Linked DNA regions of Sus scrofa: region 1 is linked to region 2. The links are chromatin contacts, called in public HiChIP or PLAC-seq maps. All regions are on one chromosome and are shown on one strand. Each heading gives the region's core, a stretch centred on a gene start, on an enhancer-like site or on the middle of the called end of the contact. The rest is flanking DNA. Distances are from core to core; before and after follow the strand shown. Region 1 holds the start of MED17 (mediator of RNA polymerase II transcription subunit 17). Region 2 holds the start of DEUP1 (deuterosome assembly protein 1).

Region 1 (6,375 bases), core at 936-3,435, 500 kb after region 2:
GCACAAATGAACCTATCTATAAAACAGAAACAGACAGACATGGAGAAGAGACGTGGTTGCCAAGGGGGAGGAGGGAGAGAGTGGGATGGATTCAGAGTTTGGGTTTAGCACATGCAAACTATTACATTTAGAATGGCTAGACAATACGGTTAGACTGTATAGCACTGGGAACGACAATTTCCTAGAATAGACCATGATGGAAATTTTATATATATATATATATAAATAAAGAATATAGGAGTTCCCGTCGTGGCGCAGTGGTTAACGAATCCGACTAGGAACCATGAGGTCACGGGTTCGGTCCCTGCCCTTGCTCAGTGGGTTAACGATCCGGCGTTGCCGTTGCTGTGGCTCTGGTGTAGGCCGGTGGCTACAGCTCCGATTCAACCCCTAGCCTGGGAACCTCCATATGCCGCGGGAGCGGCCCAAGAAATAGCATCAACAACAACAACAACAACAACAAAAAAAAGACAAAAGACAAAAAAAAAAAAAAAAAAAGAATATACATATATGGAGTTCCCGTCGTGGCGCAGTGGTTAACGAATCCGACTAGGAACCATGAGGTTGCGGGTTCGGTCCCTGCCCTTGCTCAGTGGGTTAATGATCCGGCGTTGCCGTGAGCTGTGGTGTAGGTTGCAGACGCGGCTCGGATCCTGCGTTGCTGTGGCTCTGGCGTAGGTCGGTGGCTACAGCTCTGATTCAACCCCTAGCCTGGGAACACCATATGCCGCGGGAGCGGCCCAAGAAATAGCAACAACAACAACAACAACAACAACAAAAAAAAAGAATATACATATGTGACTGAGTCACCCTCTGTACAGCAAAAATTGGCACAATGTTATAAATCGCTATACTTTAATTAAAAAATAAAATAATAGAAAAAAGAAAAAGATGTAGTAGACATACATACACACACAGTGGAATATTACCCAGCAATAAAAAAGAATCAAATAATGCCATTTGCAGCAACGTGATGGACCTAGAGATCATCATACTAAGTGAAATAAATCAGAGACATACAAATACCATATATCACTTGTTGGTGGAATCTAAAAAAGTGATACAAATGAACTTATTTACAAAACACAAAGAAATTCAGAAAACACACTTATGGTTACCAAAGGGGAAGGAAGGAGGGTAGAGATAAATTAGGAGTCTGGGGAGTTAATTCAGAAAACACACTTATGATTACCAAAGGGGAAGGAGGGTAGAGATAAATTAGGAGTCTGGGGAGTTATCACTGTGGTTAAGAATCCAACTACTATCCATGAGGATGTGGGTTTGACTCCTGGCCTTACTCAGTGGGTCAAGGATCTTGTGTTGCAGCAAGCTGCAGTGTAGATCCCAGATGTGGCTTTGATCTGGTGTTGCTGTGGCGCAGGCCGGTAGCTGTGGCTCTAATTTGACCCCTACCCTAGGAACCTCCATATGCTACAGGTGTGGCCCTATTTAAAAAAAAAAAAAAAAAAAAAAAAAAGCATTATTGTTTTGCCAGGCAAAGGAGAGTCAAAGCAGGCTGCGCCCCCATACCAATGCTTCTTAACCTTGTAAATACTATTTATTCTCAGCCACTCAGGCATAAAATAAATATTATAGCACATATTACGTGCCAGTGTCTATTATGCTTACGGGAGAGTTGCCGTCATGGAGTTGAAAAGGAATGGAAACTAGCTAATTATGCAGTATAACTTTAAGTAGTGATATGCACCATTCATTGTTTTCCTTACACTAAGCTCTTATTTTATAACTCTTTATAACTCTTCAGACACACTTCTACTTTAGGTGTAAACTCTCTAATCTCAGCATTCTCAGAAGGTCTCTGGATAATAAGATCCAGGAACCCATTCATCTTGTATTCCCTACCTCTTTACCACCTTCTTCATCCCTCCTACGTCACTTCACAAGTAACACTTGAGAAACGTAGGCGGCCACCCGCCTCCCTACCTTTTTTGTTAAAGCGGCCACCCGCCTCCCTACCCTTTCTTTTTAAGGCGGCCACCCGCCTCCCTACCCTTTGGGTACCTGGGTCCATCCCGCCCACTACAGGCCACGCCTCTTCCTTACAGACCAGGAAGCTTTTCCGGAGGCCGAAGTGGGATTCACCGGAAGCGCTCGGCCGGAAGTGTGGAACTCCCGCGCCCTCCAGGTTCCCTCCGCGAGATTCCGAGAGGGGCGGGGGGACTGGATGAGTGGAGGGGGAGGGCCCTGCAGTGCACTCTGGGAAGGTCTCAGAGTTCTCTTTGTTTGCGGCTCTAGATCTGTGTTTGGTTTCTCCAGGGTTCTCCGAGGCTCTCCGATTTCCGGCCTCCAGCCGAGGTGCCCCTACTGCCTCCCTGGGTTTTCAGTTGGCGCAGGGGTCCTGCGGACGCCGCCAGCATGTCTGGGGTGCGAGCTGTGCGGATCAGCATCGAGTCGGCCTGCGAGAAGCAGGTCCAGGAGGTGGGCCTGGATGGCACTGAGACGTACCTGCAGCCACTGTCCATGTCGCAGAACCTGGCGCGTCTGGCACAGCGAATTGACTTCAGCCAAGGTTCGGGCTCCGAGGAGGAGGAGGCGGCGGGGGCCGACGGCGATGCGCAGGACTGGGCGGGCGCCGGGTCTAGCGCGGACCAGGACGACGAGGAAGGTAAGTCTCGAATCCACTGGGCCGGTCTCCGGGTCCCGGTACCAGCGGGTTAATGTCACTGCCTCTCCTGTACCAGGTAAGATGCTGTGTGTAGGAGTATTTTGAACGTAACCGCGCGAAACAGTAATTGAGCTCATAGTCGTCTTTTTTCTAATCGCTGGAAAATTGAGGGCACCACCTGACTCTTAATACTCCTTATTCTTCTGCAGGTTTCCTTGAGTGGGAGCTCTTGAAAAACACGGTCACTATGAAGTGTTTTCATAGAATGTCTGTAATGTGGCACATCCTGGTTAAGAGTCCTAGTTCAAATATCTGCCGCGTATTAGTTTTGTTTCCCTCTGCCAGGTGGATGATGATAGTAACACCTGCTGAAAAGACATTCTTATTGGTTGGAATGTGTGATGAGGTCCAGGAGGGAGGCAGGAGCCAAATCATGTAGAGGCAGAAGGCCAGGAGAAACATTTGGCTTTTCTTTCTTTCTTTTTTTTTTTTTTTTTTTTTTTTTTTTAAATTTCGTGGCTGCACCGGTGGCATATGGAGGTTCCTGGGGCCAGGGATTGAATAAGAGCTACAGCTGCGTCAGTGTGGGATCTTTTTTCAGCAGAAGATTGAATGCACACCTCCCAGCAACCCAGACTGCAGTCAAGATTATTTATTGCTTTTTAGGGCCGCACCTGCAGCAAATTGAAGTTCCCCAGCCTAGAGGCTGAATCAGAGCTGCAGCTGCTGGCCTGCCCCACAGCCACAACAAAGCCAGATCCCAGCTGTGTCTTCCACCTACACCACAGCTCACCGCAACGCCAGATCCTTAACCCACTGAGCGAGGCCTGGGATCGAACCGAATCGATGAGGATCGGGTTCTAGTCGGGTTCATTAACTGCTGAGCCACGCGGAAACTCCTATGCAGTCAGATTCTTAACCCACTGCACCAGGCAGGAACTCCCAATTTGGCTTTTATTACAAAGACAATGGAAAGCTTTTGAAGGATTTTTAAGCAGACAGATGATTTGTTTACAAAAGGTTACCCTGGATGTTACATAGTAAATGGATTAAAAGGAAAACAAAACTAGTTAGGAAAGGATTATGGAAAAAGTATGAATGGTTTTTTGCATTCTTATTGTCAAGAATGAAAAGTACCAGAGTTCCCACTGCGGCACAGTGGAGACGAATCTGACTAGTATCTTTGAGGATGCAGGCTTGATCCCTGGCCTCCCTCAGTGGGTCAGGGCTCCGGTGTTGTGGTGAGCTGTGGTGTAGGTTGCAGACGCGGCTGGGATCTGGCATTGCTGTGGGTATGCTGGCAGCAGTAACTCTGATTGGACCTCTAGCCTGGGAACTTCCTTCTTATGCCCCAGGTGCAGCCCTAAAAAGCAAAAGCAATAAATAAATAAATAAATAAAAAATACTGACAATTCTTTGTTTAGTTACGTGTAACATACCCTATGTAAATGAAAATTTAAAGACATTTCAATCCACTGATGTTAGGACAATTAGGGATCCATTCAGAAATGAAAGGTAAATACTACCTCAAACCTCACATAGAAATATTTAGACAAGGATTGAACGGGAAATGAGAATAAAATATTGGAAAGAAGTTAAAATTACCTAACTTCGAAATTAGGAGAGGCTTCCATAAGCAGGATAGGAAACCCAGAAGTTATAAAGGAAAAGATAGGTATATTAATTACATAAAAGTTATTTATTTATTTAATTTTCTTTTTAGGGCTGCACCTGTGGCACATGGAAATTCCCAGGCTAGGGATTGAATTGGAGCCGCAGCTGCAGCATACACCTCAGCCACAGCAACACTAAATCCAAGCCGCATCCACGACCTGTGCCACAGCTTGTGGCAACACCAGATCCTTAACTCACTGAGTGAGGCCACGGAGGGAACCCGCATCCTCAGGGAGACTACATCAGGTCCTTAACCCATTGAGCCACAGTGGGAACTCCATTTACATACAATTTTAAAGTAATAATGGGAAAAAAGGGTAGCATAAACAAAGTAAAAAGATAAATGACAGACTGGGAGAGGTATATGCAGGACACATGACATACAAGTGGTTGATATTCAAAGAGTCCCTTCAAACTGAAAAGAAAAAGACAATTCATTGGAAAAACAGGCCAAAGACATAAACAGTCAGCTCACAGAGGAAAGATTTAAGTTCTTGCTAATAGGGAGATGCAAATACCGCATTAAGATGCTATTTTCATGCCTAAGGGTTGTAGCGTTTTAAGAGTTAATGCCCAGTGTTGAGAATGTGAATTTGTAGAGCCTTATTTGTGAGAACCTTTGGCAGTTCAGTATGTGTCAGAATCTTTAAATGTGCCTCTCTTTTGAGCCACTAATATCATGACTGAGAATTGAAGCTACAGACGAAGTTGACGTATACAGAGATGTGTTAAAGATGTTTACACCGCTAGCATTGTTGCAACCAGTCCATTACACAGAAATGGTTAAATCGACTGTACCTCTGTGCTCCACAGTATCGTAGAAGGTGAAAAGAATGAAGTAAATCCATATGTGCTAACCTGGAAGTGTCTCTAGGACATAACTAAGTGGGGCGGAAGCAAGTAATAGAAAAGTGGGAATGTATTTATGAAAAACATTTGCATGGATTTGCCCCAACAGTTAATGGTGATTGTCCCCCTCAGGAGGACAGAGAATTAGGGGTGGGGAATAAAACACTTTCACTTTTTACTCAGTATAAGTTGTACTGTTTGAATTCTATACTGTGAGCATATATTTATGAAATTTAATTTTTTAAGATGATTAATACGTTGGAGGATGTATTAATAGTGTTTACTATCTGAATGCTGCCGTTAAGATCATTTTTATTTTTGTACTTTTCTGTATATTGGAAATTCTCTACAATCACTCAGATTTTAAATGCTAGAAGATAAAGGTTATTAAGAAGGCTTGAGGTGTTCCAGTTGTGGCGCAGCAGAAGCAAATCTGACTGGGAACCATGAGGTTGCGGGTTCGATCCCTGGCCTTGCTCAGTGGGTTGAGGATCCGGCGTTGCTGTGGCTGTGGTGTAAGCTGGTGGCAACAGCTCCGATTAGACCCCTAGCCTGGGAACTTCCATATGCCGCATGTGTGGCCCTAAAAAGACAAAAGATAGAAAAAAAAAAAAAAAAAAGAAAGAAAGGCTTGCATACATTTAAAACGCTATTTGTCCACTTAACATATTGTAAAGTTATCTTTAACTTAGAAAATTGTATATGTTTGTTTTGCCACTGTAGGAATGGCTAACTGAAATGTTAAAGGTTCAAGGAGGGGGAAGGGGATGAGAAAAAAGAGGGACTAGTTTGAAATAGAATTCATTATTTCTTCTTTTGGAGAAGCTTTCTGGAACTGATACCTATATCTTTCTTTCTTCCCCCCCCTCCTTTTTAGGGTTGGTGAAATTTCAGCCTTCCCTTTGGCCTTGGGATTCAGTGAGGAACAATTTGAGAAGTGCCCTGACAGAGATGTGTGTTCTCTATGATGTTCTCAGTATTGTTAGGGAGAAAAAATTTATGACTCTTGATCCTGTTTCTCAGGATGCACTTCCTCCAAAACAGGTATTCTAGGCTTTGATCGAGTAATGGTGCCATTTTATTAAGTTCCAGGACCATCTTTTAGGCTCTGTGCCTACTGTTTCCTTTTTCTTAAATGCAAACTTAAGTCCAGATGAAGATTTAAAGGCTGACGGTCATAAGCTTCCCAAAACCTCAGAATTAGTTTCCATCATATCATCAAAAAA
Region 2 (6,470 bases), core at 1,942-4,441:
TCAGGAGGCCTCAGTTCCACGCAACATGGGCCCTTCCTTACCACTGCTTGAGTGTCCTCTCGACATAGCAGCTGGCTTTCCCTCAAATAACTGATCCCAAAGAGAACAAGGCCCAATGAATGCCTTTCAGGACCCCATTTTGCAGTCAAACCTCACCACTTCCACCACAATCTATTCATTAGAAGCAAGTTACTAAATATAGTCCACACTCAAAGAGAAGGAAATTAAGCTCCTCCCCTTGAAGAGAGAAACATCAAAGAATGTGTAGACAAGTTATCAAACCACCACAATATCTCAGTTGATGGTAAATTCATTCTTCCAGACACTCGGGTCCTTGTCTCCTCTGTCTCACTCTCACCCCTCATCTAATCTGTTAGGAAATCATTCTGGTTCTACTTTTTTTTTTTTGTATTTTTTTTAGGGCCGCACCCATAGCATATGGAGGTTCCCAGGCTAGGGGTCTAATCGGAGCTGTAGCCACCAACCTACACCACAGCTCACAGCAACGCCAGATCCTTAACCCAGTGAGCGAGGCCAGGGATCGAACCCACAACCTCATGGTTTCGGATTTGTTAACCACTGAGCCACGATGGGAACTTTGGAACTCCACATTCTGGTTCTACTTCTGATACATACTCAAAGTCTAAGCATTTCTCTCCACACCCACTGCTGCTACCACACTCTTTGCTGAATTGCAGAAATATCCTGCTTCTAGTTTTGCCCCTTACAATCTGTTCTTTACATGGCAGCCAGCGTGATCCTTTGGAATTTAAGTCAGATCATGACTCTCCTCTGCTGGACTTTGCACTGGTTCCCCACTCTCTCAGAGTAAAAGCCAAAGCTTTTACATGGACCTCCAAGACCCTATGGAATCTGGCCTCGTCCCCACTGGATCGTTCTGTTTCCACCTCCTTGCCTTCCTCACTAATTCTGTCTTTAGCGGTTCTTTTTGCCTGGAATAGTCGTTCCTCAGAGAAGCACTTGACTGGTTCCCTCACCTCTTTCAAGTCTTTGCTCAAGTGCCACCGTTTCAATAAGGTCCAATCTGACCACTTTATAAAACATTATCAAGTGCCCAGCCTCCACCCTCACTTCTGATGTCCCTTACACTGCTCTTTTTTTCCACAGCACTTTTAGCCTAATTTACTATAAATTAACTGATAATTATCTTTACTGTTTATTGTCTGCTTCCTCTTATAAGTTCCATGAGAGCAGGGATCTTGATCTGTATTATTCATGGATATATCCCAAATGCCTAAAACAGTACCTAGCACCTAGGAGAAATTCCATGACTATGTGTTGTATTAGTGAACAGGCATAACTTTAAAACATTAAAATAATTTAGAAACATTTTTCAGTTAGTAAAAATGCATATGTTGAACATCTTCCCATGTGAGTTTAAATGACTTTTCAGTATATATAACTATATGGCTATATCACAATTTACCTAAATGCTTTTTCTTTAATTGGACATTTAGATAGTCACCAGCTTTTCTCTTTTGTAAATAGCATAATGAACATAAGTTGATATAAGTATGTTAGGTGACATTTTCTTGGGAAATAGTTCTATAAATAGCACTAGTCACAATAAGCAAGACCTGGGAAACAACCTAACTGTCCATTGGCAGATGAATGGATTAAGAAGATGTGGTATATATACACAATGGAATACTACTCAGCCATAAAAAAGAACAAAATAATGCTGTCTGCAGCAACATGGATGGAACTGGAGATTCTAAGACTAAGTGAAGTAAGTCAGAAAGGGAAAGACAAATACCATAGGATATCACTTATATGTGGAATCTAAAATATGGCACAGATGAACCTATTTATAGAACAGAAACAGACTCACAGACATGGAGAACAGACTTGTGGTTGTCAAGGGGGAGCAGGAGATAGAAGGATGGACTGGGAGCTTGGGGTTAGTAGATGCAAACTATTACCTTTAAAATGGATAAGCAATGAGGTCCTGCTGTATGGCACAGGGAACTATATCCAATCACTTGTGACAGAACATGATGGAAGATAATATGAAAAAAAGAGTGTATATATAAATGTATGGCTAGGTCACTTTGCTCTACAGCAGAAATTGGCAGAACATTGTAAATCAACTATAACAATTTCAAAAAAAATCAGCTGCACAATAAAAATAAATAAATAAATAAATAAAATAGAAATGCTGGACCAAGGGATTATGTGCATTTTCAAGGATAAACATAATATACTGCTCTTACCAGCAATTCATGAGAATGCACATTTCCCCACATCCTCACTAAAATGGGTTATTAATGAACTTAAAACAGATGAACCTGAGTCCATAGCTGAGTATGGCCATTAATGAGCTTAAAATTACTGTATCTATAAAAAAGGGATCATAATTCCACCTACCTCACCCACTGTCGTGAGGATTAAGAGACAGAACATATATAAAGCACTTACACTTCCTAACACGCAGTAAACATTCAGTAAAACGTTACTATTCACTTCTACCATTACTGTGACTTGAAAGAAATCAACTGCCAAGTACCCTGCACATTATTACAGGAATGTCAACTTATGTTCTCTACTATACTATATATACTATATTATACTATATAAATACTATAATATTTTTTTAAAGCTCAACTCCTCTTTTAATCAGTTAATCATTCAGCATAGAATTCAAATATTCCTAAATACAACACATATTACTGGGAACAACAATATTATTATTACCCCATCCCCAGTTCTGTTTTCCTTTTGACAGGGGGAAACCATCAACAAGGTTTTGTAAATTTCCTGTCGCCAAGAGGCCACAGGAAAGCAGGAAAACAAACTTTGCCAAGTGAGTCAGCTACACATATCTCAGTCTGGTCAGCACGTCCCGCTGGCCACTCCTGGGGTGGCAGTGGGTGAACTTAGGATTCACCATGGACTCGGACTGGGGTTGCCGCGTTGAAAATCCAAACTACGACAACTTCCTTAAAGCATCGCTGGGGAGGGGGGCGGGGGGGAACAAACAAACAAAAAACCCACACAGTGCGAGCAGCCACAGCGCAGGCTCTGGCTTGCCTTTGACGCACACACCAGTGCACGGCGCCACCCGTCAACACACATACACACACATACACACACACACACACACACTCTCTCTCTCTCTCTCTCTCTCTCTCTCTCTCTCTCTCTCTCTCTCTCTCTCTCTGTCTCTCTCTCTCTCTCTTTCTCACTCTCCCTCTCTCCCTCTCTCTTTCTCACTCTCCCTCTCTCCCTCTTTCTCATTCTGATGCCCTCTGGAGGGCCTGGCTTTCCGCCTGACCCAGCTTGCTGGTCCGACAACCGGTTCCTATGCAGGTGCTGATCCCGAGGTCATTCACCAACCACGCCTGAGCTCATCCCACATGTCCCGAGGACGTCTGCCCGGCCACTTTTACATTCAAACCCGTGCCAGATCCGCATTCCCAAGAGCCACGACCCACTCCAATAACAACAGGCAAACCACCGTGCGCGCCTCCCCGACCAGAGACAAGCAACGCGATCCCCGACGCCCGGGGCAAGGTCTGCGGCTGCCAGGGTGCCCGCCCCGCCTCCCCCGCCCAGGCCGGGCGCGGACCCAGGGCCTCGGTGCATCCCGCGGACGCGCATCCCCGCGCCACGTCGGCCCGCGCGCAGCACTCACCGAGCTCCTCGCGCCCAGCCGCCTCGGCCGCCGCCGGCGCCGCCGCTTCCATCTCTCGGGGGTCTCCAGGACGCCGCCGCCCCGAGGCGCGCGCTCCCGCTGCTGCGTGGCCGGCGTCAGGCCGAGACCTCCCCGGCCCCGCGCACCCCACCCGCGCGGCGGGGAGCATGCGCAGTGGGGCAGCCCGGCCCGGCCCGGCCCGGCGGAGGCGCCCCAGCGCGGGGCCCGCCTTGGGCTCTGGGGCGCTGCCAGTGAGCCGAGCTCGGAGTGGAAGACCTGAGTGGGCGGAGGCGGGTCTGGAGAATGGCAGGGTGACCAGAGACGAGGGGCGTTTTGGAGATAACTGGGGTTGGGCGCTTAGAGCTGACAGAGACCCGGGCCTATAGCTCTCCGGTGGGGGCGGAGGCGGGGAGACAGCTTTGCAGATGACTGCGAACTTAATTTTGAGGAACCCATCTATTTGTAAGGCTTTAACATTCTCTAAGGCACCGAGAAGGCTGTGTTGGAGTTCCGGCTACTCCTTGGTTATCCCTTTGTGCCTCTATTTAGAGATATAGGGTGACCTCAAGTAGCATTTAATTTAGTCAAATAGTTTCACTTTAGGAATTTTTCAGTGCCCTTCAAAGACACTTGGCGTTAACCGCAGTGCTGAAAGGAAATTGAAGTTAAGATTAAATATTCTCCATCAGATATTCTTAAGCACGATACATGCATTGACTTTTTATTCAGTTGACAAACCCGTGAGATAATCCTAATGTATGTGTCCATTTTACAGATGCGGGAGCTACGCACACAGAGTTAAGTAATAAATGACAGAGATGGAATTCCATCCGCAACTAGAGTTGGGGTTCTCAATGCAAAGCTGGCCCCTCAGGTGGGTACCAATTAATACTCATCAGTGGATGAAGCAGGCTTTTGGATAGAAATGGAGAAGTTTTAATTTAGCAATTTCTCTTTTTTTTTCCCATCTCATAGTTCTTTCAAGTCAGAACACAAAACAAGACTTTTTCTTTTTGTCTGTTCTATTTCATTGGGTCTTCTAAGGAAAATAATTTTTTTGGAGGGGGTGTCTAATTCTAGGGTCACTGGTGTAACTACATGGCGATGATAAATATTTAAAATACTGAGATTTTAAAAGTACACAGTTACATAAGAACTATATCTTTCCTCCTGTTGCATCCTTTGTAGATTTAATAGTGATTTGCCAAAATCCTTTGTTTTTCTTTAGATTAGCGCCAGTCACCTACACACATATACACATGCAAAGGTTTTATGTAAAAGGTTCCTAGGCATAACAAAGATGTAGGGGAGATAAGAGAAAAAAGAATTGGATCCTTCATCAACTAGAGGAATAGTCCCTAACCTGCATTGGGGTGGGGCTCCTGGTTAGAGTTCAGTGGGAGAGAAGACAGTCACCCATTGTAATGAGAACACCTGGGACAGTGTCTTGAAAGAGCACCATTATCCTTTGAGTGTTGCAAGGGATCCAAGCCATGGTCCTCTAATCCCAGCACCAGGAAAAGCAGATCTGGCAGTGCGGAAGGAAAAAAGGTTTAACCTTTACTGGAGGCCTGGGCTGAGGCAGGTAGCTAGGCTGTGTCTTAACAGACTGGTATGGAGCTAAGCCAGGTGAAAGGGATGATCATAAAACTCAAGAGAATTATATGGTTTCGCATTTCACTGCTCCAGAACTTGTAAACTGGAGGAGAGTATAGAGGAAAGCTGTGTTAGCATAGAGACATTATAAAGAATCTGACTGTTGGAATCCTGGCCATGCCTTTCTTTGCCTCACTTGAACTTCCTGGATCATGTCTCATTGACTTCCTCCTTTGTCACCACCTTACTTTGTTCATAGCTCTGTGGTAACCCTTCTCCCCTTGCATCATCATTATTTCTCTGGCTGAGGCTTATGCTCTACTGTGAATGCCTGCAGGAGAGTTGCTGTAGTTTTTTTCTGTGTGTCTCAACCAGGCCTAGCAGAGTGCCATGTTCCAGTGGCTCGGGAAATAGGTGTTGAAAGTTGCTGCATATAGCCTCAGAGATATGGCAGCTGAAAGAAAACGCACGAGCTAAAAGCTGAAAATTTTGTTTTATTCGGTAGATATTTTGGGGAGGTCAAGACGGGGAGACAGCTTCTCAGATAGCTCTGGGGAACGGCTCTGAAGAGGTGAGGGAGGACCCAAGCATAAAGGGGTTCTTTCAATAAAGACCAGGTAGTCAAAACATCAAGATTACTTTTTTTGGTTTGGTTTGGTTTGTCTTTTGTCTTTTTAAGGCCAACCACGATTACTATTAATTAAAGAAAAGCAGACCTCTCCAGCATTCTCGTCGTGGCTCCGTGGTTAACAAACCCCACTAGTATCCATGAGGAAGCGGGTTGAATCCCTGGGCTGCTGAGTGGGTTCAGGATCCAGCATTGCTGTGAGCTGTGGTGTAGGCTGGCAGCTTCAGCTCAGGTTCGGCCTCTAGCCTGGGAACCTCCATATGCCACAGGTGCGTCCCTAAAAAGACAAAAAAATATTTTTTTTAATTGAAAAAAAAAGAAAAGACATCTTAAGGAATTTACGGCTTTTCTGTGTGTAGGAAAGTGCAAGAGTCCAGACTCACTGAAATCACTCCTTTGATATGCCCCTCAGTTTTTTGGGGCCAGTATCCTGTGTTTTCCCATCCTGAATCTCCTCAGGGTTGGCTGCTGAGGCTGATGGCTTGATGGCAAGCATCTTATTTCTATCTCGAGTCCCCTCAGTGTTCACCGTCACGGTGGCTGTGATGTGATGGCTTGATAGCTACGGCATCCTTTGTTTACGGATATGGC

The links. HiChIP or PLAC-seq counts read pairs in DNA pulled down with a chosen protein or histone mark.
Region 1: a contact with region 2 is called in an H3K27ac HiChIP or PLAC-seq map of alveolar macrophages. The contact joins the promoter of MED17 here to the promoter of DEUP1 in region 2. A contact is called at or near these places in 1 of 5 promoter capture datasets (liver) and 2 of 2 datasets of contacts at active chromatin or transcription factors (alveolar macrophages and skeletal muscle).

The regions. Positions count from the first base shown.
Region 1 is chr9:26,190,021-26,196,395 of Sscrofa11.1, forward strand. MED17 (mediator of RNA polymerase II transcription subunit 17) reads left to right here and starts at 2,186. Exons shown (of 12, transcript XM_003129786.6): 1 at 2,186-2,626; 2 at 6,027-6,193. The coding sequence starts at 2,377.
Region 2 is chr9:25,685,203-25,691,672 of Sscrofa11.1, forward strand. It overlaps DEUP1 (deuterosome assembly protein 1), which reads left to right and starts at 3,192. Exons shown (of 16, transcript XM_021062630.1): 1 at 3,192-3,534; 2 at 4,431-4,529. It overlaps SLC36A4 (proton-coupled amino acid transporter 4), which reads right to left and starts at 3,975. Exons shown (of 11, transcript XM_005667225.3): 1 at 3,656-3,975. The coding sequence starts at 3,824.